3 separate regions of the Mus musculus genome follow, and all the other regions are linked to region 1. The links are chromatin contacts, called in public HiChIP or PLAC-seq and promoter capture Hi-C maps. All regions are on one chromosome and are shown on one strand. Each heading gives the region's core, a stretch centred on a gene start, on an enhancer-like site or on the middle of the called end of the contact. The rest is flanking DNA. Distances are from core to core; before and after follow the strand shown. Region 1 holds the start of Dctd (dCMP deaminase). Region 2 has its middle 150 kb from the start of Gm25830. Region 3 holds the start of Tenm3 (teneurin transmembrane protein 3).

Evidence for each region. Promoter capture Hi-C pulls out the DNA fragments that hold promoters and counts their contacts. HiChIP or PLAC-seq counts read pairs in DNA pulled down with a chosen protein or histone mark.
Region 2: a contact with region 1 is called in an H3K4me3 HiChIP or PLAC-seq map of embryonic limb bud, with 6 times the contacts expected there. The contact joins the enhancer-like site here to the promoter of Dctd in region 1. A contact is called at or near these places in 9 of 39 promoter capture datasets (cranial neural crest, embryonic stem cells, erythroid cells and 5 more) and 1 of 115 datasets of contacts at active chromatin or transcription factors (embryonic limb bud).
Region 3: a promoter capture Hi-C map of embryonic stem cells shows a contact between it and region 1, with 2.1 times the contacts expected there. The contact joins the promoter of Tenm3 here to the promoter of Dctd in region 1. A contact is called at or near these places in 4 of 39 promoter capture datasets (embryonic stem cells, hippocampal neurons and stem cell-derived epiblast-like cells), 1 of 484 Hi-C or Micro-C datasets (uterus) and 1 of 115 datasets of contacts at active chromatin or transcription factors (astrocytes).

Annotation. Positions count from the first base shown.
Region 1 is chr8:48,108,312-48,111,721 of GRCm38.p6, reverse strand. Dctd (dCMP deaminase) reads right to left here and starts at 1,764. Exons shown (of 6, transcript NM_178788.4): 1 at 1,474-1,764; 2 at 1-63. The coding sequence starts at 57.
Region 2 is chr8:49,106,873-49,110,282 of GRCm38.p6, reverse strand. It overlaps a transcript of Tenm3 not described here. Among named protein-coding and RNA genes, the nearest start is that of Gm25830, 150 kb to the right of the region's middle. Within about 2 kb of position 1,547, at least 20 of the 459 cell types and tissues checked have an H3K27ac peak or open chromatin away from gene starts, as enhancers often do. A contact at or near this core is called in embryonic limb bud and second pharyngeal arch cranial neural crest, where this site is marked.
Region 3 is chr8:48,672,937-48,676,346 of GRCm38.p6, reverse strand. It overlaps Tenm3 (teneurin transmembrane protein 3), which reads left to right and starts at 1,657. Exons shown (of 27, transcript NM_001145937.1): 1 at 1,657-1,937. The coding sequence starts at 1,706.

The sequences.
Region 1 (3,410 bases), core at 515-3,014:
CAGATAGTCATCCCGTTTTTTGCAGGAAATGTCACTCATGTTGGGTGTAGAAGTCATACGTCACTAAGCATTGAAAAGAACAGTTGTCAATCTGCTCTCCAGGAAATGCATCAGTCAGCCCTAAACTCTGGGCAACTTCAGCTGGACTTATTAGGCAGAAACCATGAAACATGAGCCCTAGACTTCAAAGAGAGCATCCTGGTCTAAAGAGAAAATTATAAAATATAATATTTGAAAAGTCTGGATTTGGCACTAATAAGTTTCCAGATAATTCATATACTGCCTGCTTTCCTACAGAATTTAAGTTCCTGGGCTAGAGAGATGGCTCAGTGGTTAAGAGTACTAACTGCTCTTCCAGAGGTCCTGAGTTCAATTCCCAGCAACCACTTGGTGGCTCACAACCATGTGTAATAGGATTCAATGGCCTCTTCTGCTGTGTCTGAAAACAGAGCTACAATGTACTTATATACATAAAATAAATCTTTTTTTAAAAAAGCATTTAAGTTCCTTTACACTGCCTCCAAAGTGTCCCATCCCTTACTTGCTCCCTTCTAAACATGGAAGGGAGGAATAAAAATGTGTAATATCTAATGGATTCCAGACACTTTAAATATCTCATTCTCTCTATATCTATATATGTATATATATAGATATATCTATATAAACACACATATATTCAAGTCTCATTTCTAGCTAAAGTAGGCATTAGCATCACATCTTACAAATTCAGAAAACTCAGGAAATTTGCCTCCAAACCCAGTATACTGTAATATAAACAAACAAATAACATTTGCAAACAGGCCAGTTTGGTAACTAATCAGGTGATTTTTTTTTTCCTTTTCCTTCCTCCTTCATTCCTCTGGATGAATCAACTCTGAGGAACGAATCAAGTAGGAGGAAAAGAGAACATGCTCATACTAAAACCAGGTTCTGTAACAATGAGCTTCAAGGCCAGGCCTTGGATGATGGTCTCTGCAACAGGGCTGAGGCTGCCATACAGGGCAACATCTCTTGTGAACAGGTAGAGGACTCCTCACCCCAGCGACCCTGCTCAACAGGGAGTCATGCCGGTTTGGCTGGCTTCCCACCTTGCTTTAAGCTTTAGAGAGGAATGGGAAGGCAGGGAGAAAGGACACATTTCTCCACCGCCAAGGGGTGGCTGCCCCGTGCTTGCTTTGTAAAGCTCCCCGGGGCTCTGTACCCACCACGAGCAACCTCAGAACCAGGAAACTGAGGCAGGGATGTCACCAGTCCAGGGAGAAACTGCTCCACCTCCGACAACTGCCCCCCCAACTCTGTGCTCCCGGTTCTTAAGTCTCCCTCCTCCCCTCCACGTGGGCGCCAGAAGAGACTCGGCGCTCACGTGGGCTGCACCCTCCCTCCCTCCCTCCCTCCGCCGCGGCGAGCCGGGTGCAGCCCACGTGCAGGCTGAGCACCCACGAGCAGGGTCCTCGGCCGAGGGGATGCGCCCACCGTCCGCTCCTTCGAGGTGCAGACCACGCTTGCACCGTCCACCCCACACAGCCGCCGTGCGCGCGGGTAGGAAGTCGGGAGGGAGGCGGGTCCGGCGCGCGGCGGAAGGGGCGGCGGGGCGGAACGTGGCGTGCAGCTCCACGCGGTCACAAGCTGCGGGCATCCGTGACCACGGATCCTTGTAAAGAGAGAGGATCTGCAGACTGCCCGGCGCGCGGGGAGCCAGAGCTTATCCCGCAGGGGGACCTCAGTGTCGCGGTGACCTTTACGGTTCCCAGTGAGGTTTGTCCTGGGCTCTCCCCTCCCGCCCCCCATTGGTGCAGGCATGGGCTCAGGGAGGGACAGCGCTTAGCCACACCCACCCACGGGCCTAAGAGTTTGAGCATTTTAGTTGACCCTCCCAGTCCTCTCAATCCATCACCAACTTCTTTAAGGAGTTAAGGAGTGAAGTTAAATACATAAAGGTGATTTAAAAGACCCAAAGATTCCAGGTGCTACGGACCTGAAAGGAACAGGGAATGAAGGGACCTGGTACTGGCCTCTATAATAAGCCTGCAGACTGTGTCCTAGCTATCTCTAGAATCACCTAGCCTGCAACTGCTTCTTGGCTTCATACTAGAAGGGTGTGGGTGGAGCCTTTGTGCCCCGAGGCCCCCTCCTTCGAAACTTTATCTGCATTGGTTTTTTGTTTGACCTGGTTTAGAGTTAACTCTCCAAACCTGTGAAAGACCCTGAGATGCATGCCAGTGCCTTCCCCAGCCACTCAAGGTGGACAGTTGCTCACTTGACAGTCCCCTGGTAAAGTTTGTAGCGGTCATATGCCCCAAGGAACTACATCTGATTTTCTTCAACATCGTTTCCTAGACTCAGATGTTTGACCCCTAAATCGGGAGGAAATTCCATCGCAAAATGACAAGTTTTGTCTTATCCCGTTTGTTTTATCCACACTTGTGGCTACGCCCCCGTACTCCGTCCCATTGCCCCATAAATAAAAGCTCCTGTAATGATCATGACTTCAAATCTGCACATCCCCGGTCTCAGCGGCTAATCCAAACAAAAGCTTGTTAACTGTATTAATTTAGGCCCGCCGAGGAAGAAGGATGAAAATAAACAGTTGGTTCTAGCTAATTTCTCACTAGCAAAGACACACCATTCTTCATGTCCGTGGTCCAGCCTGTGGATTCCGTAATTAAATTATGTGCTGCTCTTAGTGGATGCCAGGAACGCAAAGGATGAAAATATTTCATTGTTAACTATAGATTTTTTTTTCTTTGCCTTGATAAGACCCAGGCTTCAAAGAGCCACATAGATCAAAGTGATGATTTTCAATGTCAAGTTAGTCACTTTAGTTGACTATCTTGTCGCCACTAAAATTCATTATGTCCTGAGCAAGTAGTTTCTCTCCCCCACCCTCTGCTTGGTCTTTGTCACCCTCATCTATAGTCCTTGGGTCTTGTTGGATTCATTTCTCTGCTCACTAACCTACAGCTAATATATCACCGGTTGCTGCTGGTCCTTCAGCCACAACATCATTAAGCTTTCTTCCTTTGCTGTGGAAAGAGTGTCGAACATAATTTAGTTACTTCTCATCGTTCTCCATTCTGGTCAGCTCACACACTCCCCTCTGCAGTAAATCCAGGACCCTGCCTGCTGCACACAGTTGCCCTCCCTGTCCCTGAATTTCACTGAAAGCTCCTCTAGGTAAGGATGGCATTGTTCACAAGACAGGAAACTCTCCTGATTCATGGTTTCACAGCCAGAGGTTTCAGATTCTGCACCAACAGTAAAATGAGACAGCCAAGTGAGAAAAAGATGCAGGCCTTCCCATGTCCTGCTCATTCCCACCTTGTAAGCCCAAGTGTGAGAGTACGTGTTAAATCTCCCGCTAATACCTTTCCTTTTGGCTCACAATGGAGGCTCCTGCTTCACCTACAACA
Region 2 (3,410 bases), core at 298-2,797, 1.0 Mb before region 1:
CTGCTCTGGACATACTAGAGGAAGTATACTCAAGAATGGATGGCAAATGTGGTGTCAATGGGACCATCAGCATCTTGGTAAAGTAGGAGGCAACACCAAATTAGCTACAGAAAATCCTGGGTTTCAGGAGTAATATTGGCCTTTATTGGCTGAGTATGTCAAGCTAAAACATTCATTTGACAGGTATTTAAAGACACCCTGTTTTCTTAGTGGAGAGACATAAACACGAACCAGGAATAAACTAAGTAAATAAGCTTATTTCAAATATCACCAATGCCTGTTAGAAAATTGGGTAACATAGTAGAGAATTGAGGGAGAGAGTAAGAGTCACTGAATTAAGTTCGGGAATTTAGAAGAAGAAGACATAACCAAAGAGAAATGTTTCAAAATGAACTTAGGGAACAGCCAGAAAAAAAAGCTTGGAGGTTGGGGTAAAATAGGAAATATAAAGACAGGGCTGCAGGAGAAAGGAAAGGCAGTGTGGCTGGAGGGTTAGAGGGAAAGAGGTCGGAGCAGTCACAGAAGGAATGCAGGCTTTCCTCCTGTGAGACAGGGCACCCATTAGCAATGCTGAAAGCAGAGAACCGTGACATGGCGGTGCTTCTATGGCAGAAGCATAGCTATCGGCTGAGGGAGAGGACTACGGTAAGAACTGTTGCAGAAGCACAGATTGCCCTTAGGCAGCTGCAGGTAGGTAGAGTGGGGAAGCCAAGACTTTGCCGCAAGTCCAGAACCACCAAGGGATTTGGTAACATGGTACCCAGGGCTGGTACTGGCTTTCTCGAGTATTTTTACATGTGGGGTTAGCATTTGCATGCACTGATGGCCTTCATTTGGTCATGGAATGTACTGTGATGGTATTTATAGGTTCCAGAGATTCAGCCCAGATACGTTGTGTGGTTTATTTACTTTCTCCTCTTCTGCACTCTCACTTTTGGGAGGTTATAGAGAAACCACGGAGACATCATTTGGGGCTTGCATCATAACCTCGTTATTTCGAAATGATACTGATGAGGCAAACTAAATGCCAGGCTATTGCTCTGGGTGTTACAGTAATGACTGCCCTACCCATGGCTGGTTCATAAAGTACCATAAAACGCAGGATGCTGTACTAAAAACAAAAATGTCAGGACCTGCAAGGAAGGAGGAATCGACTCCTGTTCACATGCAGCTTACAGTTTCATGCAGAGCCACGACACGTTCCAGATCCAGTAATCAGACCAGACAGCATTCCCTGATCCAAACCAGCACCTAAGGACTCTCGAGGGAAGGGGGATTGAACAGGGAAAGAAGAAAGCAAGCCTTAAAGCCTTTCAAAGGGCATCGAACAGACCGGGGTGGAGAATTCACATGGGCTTCTATGTTATAATGGAACAGTGGGAAATGAGGCAAGACAAGAAAATTGGAAGCAGATTGTAGAGGGCTTAATGCCTGGTGAGGAATGTGCACTTCGTTCTGTTGGTATTGGGCAGTTCTTGCAGGGTTTGGAGGGAAGGAGAGACATGGTGGAGAGGTATTTGGGGAGATTAATTCAACAGCTGTGTGCAGTCCAGGAGATGACTCAGAAAACAGCTGCAATAGGTGACTAGACTTGAGAGTCTATTTTGGTTGGTTCTGGGGTAGGACAAGGTAAAAACTCCCTCCCCCTCCCCCACTCGCTCATTCTGCCAGGGCCATATAAGCTATCTAATAAAGTAAATTGTTTCTATCAAGTCGATTATGTAAAAATTAAAACAAATAATCCCCTTTGACAAAAACTATTTGCCCTTTTCTCCATTATCGTCTTGATTCGTAGTGACAAGCTAACTAGAAGAACTGACAAGGACAGAGCAAACTCAGAGGGAATGAGGAAAACAAGCGAGCGCTCTGGCGAAGGAAATGTTTATCACTGCAGTTCTCATCATTATGAGTTAATTACAGGCTCTCAGCAAATACCCCATTGTGAACTCAGAGCTGCAATATGTTTCATTTGAAAAAGTGAAATAGTGATTTCTTTTCTAGTGTGCAGTTGTATTTCCTGCTATTTTAAGGTTACTCGCTGGTAGCCATGTACTTTGACAAGCAATTATCCCAGCAGGCCTGCACAGTGTATTTTAACTATAATGCTTTTTAAAAGCTTGAATTGCAAAAAAACAGTGCTCTGTCTTAATTGATCAGATGTGCATATAGAGTTGTCTGAACACTGTTTGTGTGTAATATCTGAAGAAATTATAAATTTACCGACTTAATGTGAACTGAGGAAGGGGGCGCACACCTGGTGGAATGAGATCCATCGAACTGCTTCCTCATAAAATTTCTCCGGACTTCTCTCTTCTTCACTTCTGGGAAAGGAACGTATGTAGCCCCAGGTTCCAACTAAAACCACGAATAGAAACACGCCATAGGCTCTCTCTGCAAGATCTTAATCTGGTTTACAGAAAGCAGTTGCTAATGATTATTATTATACTTGTGAAAGTGGTAAATCTCAGATCTTGCTGACACCATCATCCTCGTGACTGTGTGTGTGTGTGTGTGCGTGTGCGTGTGCGTGTGTGTGTGTGCGCGCGCGCGCTGTGTACCTGTGTACACATTCACGTAGGTGTATGTGTGACGGGTGCCTGTGGATACCAGAGATCAACATTAGGTCTTGTCCTTGATTAGTATCTACCTTAACTTTTGAGCTCACTGGAGCTGGACTGCCCATTTGTTAGGCAGGGCTGGCTAGCCAATAAGTTCCAGGGGTCAATCTGTCTCTGACTTCCCACAGTGGCATCACAGATAGATGTCAGTGAGCCTGGCTATTGTGTGGGTGCTAGAGATTGGAACTCTGCTACTTATGCCTATACCATGAGTCCATTTCCAGTCTAGCCAACTCCCCCAGCCCCTACACTAGTGCATCTGGCAAGCTTGTTAGGAAAATACTCAGTGCCATCTTCCGAGGGAAAGGTAACTTTAAAAGGTAACCCATCTTCCTGCTCCCGTTATCTTAGTGTCTGTTCACTATAATCATTGTCTAAAACCTGACATCTATGATTGATTCAAGCACAGGGCCATCGCTTTATTTACTTTGGTTTGATTTTTATTTCACTTTCACTGTCCCAGTTGGCTTCTCCCAAGTAGAAAAAGTCAGACAGTAGTTACAGCTTTGGAAAGAAAAGATAAGCTGAAAACTGCGGGATGAATTTTTCTTAGACCCCCTTTGCCAAGTGTTACATAACTGTATCCAATTTCTTTAGACTTTGATAATGAGAAACAGACACTTCCATAGAAATATAACCAAGAGATTTGCAGTAATAGGTCATTTCAGAAAGACACATGGTTCTAAATGACACTAAGATTATATGCTTTGGAGTTCTGAATCTTTCTCCCTTTTTTCATGTTTGAGTAGGTCCTATGGTTGATTATCGGGTTGAAGAAGGGCAGAGGCCCTG
Region 3 (3,410 bases), core at 408-2,907, 560 kb before region 1:
GAAAGAGAGGTCTGGGAGCTATTGTGTTAAGCTGGAAGAAAGAAGAGTGGCTGACAACTCGACGTGGGCAATTTTGAGGCCACGAGACTCCACGCGGGCAGCGTATTAAAGAGCTGTGTGATCTGTCTAATGGTAGTGGATGGCGACGAAGTGGAGAGACCATTTCTCACAGAGCATCTCCATGGAAGATAATGCAAGCCGTGGCTGGAAGGATCCAGAAGCAAAGAGAGGACCCGGTGTTAGCCAGGAGTCTGTTTCAACTTGGTTGTGGAATTGCTGGGATAAAAAGTACCCTGAGGAAAAGTAGGGTTGGGGTGGGGCGATCACAATGAGGACTGAAGAGGGGGCTCCAAGGAAAAAGGTTAAAAAGGAAGGACAGAGTGAGACACAGCAGAGGGGCATAGAATGCCGATTCGCCCTGGGCGCTCTCCATCTTCCAGGTTGCAGCAGAAACCCGAACCTGCTCCACACTGTCCAGCAAACTCAGGAAGCAGAGCTGCTAAGCAAAGAAACACAGCTTGCCCTGCTCCGTCTAATGGAATCTTGCTTGAAGAAAATCTTGAAGAAAAGAAAGAAAGTACCCCCATCAAATTAGCCACTTGAATTGCCTTAAATGTCAGGGTAGCACTGGTGAAGAGCACATGCCAGGGAGGGAAATCAGGGCATTTAACGAGAAGGGTATGAGAGGGGCGCCGGTTCTTTCCACAGTTGAAGACATTTAGCTCCTTAACGCATGGAAATTACCCTCTGAAAGCAAAAGTCTTTGTTAAAAAAAAAAAAAAAAAGAAAAAGAAAAAGAAAAAGAAAAAAGAAAAAGAAAAAAAAAGAAAAAAAGAAAAAGAATAAACTATTCAATTCATTTGATGAGGTCCCTGCTGTAAGAATCTCTCAATTTCCCAATTTGTTCCTATGCTTTAAAGAGATGATGGCTCAGTGGGTAAGAGCACCCGACTGCTCTTCCGAAGGTCCGGAGTTCAAATCCCAGCAACCACATGGTGGCTTACAACCATCTGTAATGAGATCTGACTCCCTCTTCTAGAGTGTCTGAAGATAGCTACAGTGTACTTACATATAATAAATAAATAAATCTTTAAAAAAAAAAAAAAAAAGAAAATGAGATTGTGCTTATTTAAAAAAAATAAAATAAAATAAAGAGATGAAAAAAATAATAATAATTTTTTTTTTTTGCCGGGGTGGGAGGGTTAAGGAAAAGAAAGGCAATTTATTTGCAAAAGAGGTACATGCTATGGGCAAAAACTTTTCCACAATGGAAAACTGAACAAACTGTTGACGCCAGGTTTTTTTTTTTTTTAAGTGGGTTTCTATAGCGTTGTTTAAGCTCGAGATTAATTTTTATGTTGTATTCATGTGTGTGTTTCTTGAGGGTGGGGGGAGAGGAATTTTGTAACGTAATTAATATGAATGCCCAGAGCAGGACTGTGTCTCACCTGTCGGTGTTACAGACTATGTAAATAGAAGAATCTTAGGGCTATCAGTTTCATGTTGAAAGTGGGATTCCAGCTAGCAAAGCTATTGTTGAGCCCATCCTCAGCTAAGAAGGCCAGTGAGGAGTCAGTCTGCGGATGCTTTCGCTGACGTCATGCCAACCTTTTTCTCTTCGCAGAAAGGCCCGTGAGAGCTGAACTCTGAGCGCTGAAGTTCTAAGAAGCCGGACCGATGTGCACAGAGAAGGAATGAAGGAAGTATGGATGTGAAGGAACGCAGGCCTTACTGCTCCTTGACCAAGAGCAGACGGGAAAAGGAAAGGCGCTATACAAACTCGTCCGCGGACAATGAGGAGTGTAGGGTCCCCACGCAGAAGTCCTATAGTTCCAGTGAAACCTTGAAAGCTTTCGATCATGATTCTTCACGGCTGCTTTATGGAAACAGAGTAAAGGATTTGGTCCACAGAGAAGCCGACGAGTATACTAGACAAGGTAGGTGCCCACCCGCTCTAGTAGAACAAGGTATCCGCACGCGTTCTTAACTTAAGAGGTGCCCCGGGGTTTCAAGCCCTAGAGAAAGAGAACATTTTCTTTGTCCTGGTTACTGGTTCTGATTTGGAGATAACCCAACAGGTCACAGAGTATATCAAATGGGAGGTAGAAAGCCGCCCATGAGACATGGATTCACAGACTGACACACATGGAAACACATGATACATGCGTGAGAGTGATAGTTTCACACATGATCAAAGTTTCAAGTTTTTCTTAGTTGAATGAACACTCACAAACACTGCTTTTACAGTTAAGACTGGTATAAGGGAAGCAGGTATTGAGAGGGGGCAAAAACCCTCATAAAAACCTCCTAAGAATAGGCTTAGGATTCTAGATTACGTCAATATGCCAGCCCTCCACTGGTGTCTAGCGTAAGCAAGAGTGAGCCACAGAAGGGTTCCCTTGTCTTCCTCCCATGCAACCTCAGACCTTAACACAATCTGGTTTTCCATAATTCAATGGCTTGGTCATTTGCATATATTTCCTGACCATTTCTACATTCCCTTTTCCTGTCTCCCTGTCTTGCCAGTGCAAAGAACCCCTGTAACTTTAGTTTGCCATCCTAGAATGACTGGTTCTCAAAGTGTAGACAAGAGTTTGTCCTAGATAAAGGCATACAGTCAGTCGTATGTTGTTTTGTTTAGTATTGAAATGTGGCCAAGATTTCCCGAGTAAAAGTCAAACCTTCTTCCATGTTCATTTCAAAGTCCATGGGATTAGTGTCCCTTGGCTAATTTAACTGGGGAAACTAGAAAAAAAAAATGGAACCTTAGTAATAAATGATATGTGTGTGTGTGCTTCCAGTCACCTCCCTGGCAAAGTCATTAAAGGAGTTGACATTAGGGTGGGGAAAACCCAAGACCCTTTAAAAAAAAAGATGACAATGCAGGACATCTGTCACTCACAATTCTAAAACTTTCCCATGATTCCTTTCCCCTCCACATTACCAGAGCAGCCATCCTCCAAAAACTGAGAGTGTTTTCATTTGTCCAAGTCAGCTCGTAGTCTAAAATAAATTAATTCGATTTCCTCAAGGGTAGTCCCCGTCAAAAGCACGCTCTACTAAATGCTGGTATGAAATCTCACGAAGAGGGAAGAGATAGCTTCAGGTTTTTAACTTGTTTTGAGGGAGATACAGAACACATATGGCTGTGTACTCTTGGTAAGTCAGGGAACATTTATATGATCCGTATATATACCAGATAATAAAGAATGCTGAACCCACGCTTTCCTCTCACAGCATCCGCACAGCTGGAAGACATTATCAACATACACTTTTCACCGTTTTTTAAAAGTAGACAATGAGTGTCATCTGAAACCTAAATGAAGTCTTACTTTATATATACATATACACATACACATACATATACACATACACATACACATACACATACACATACACATACATATACA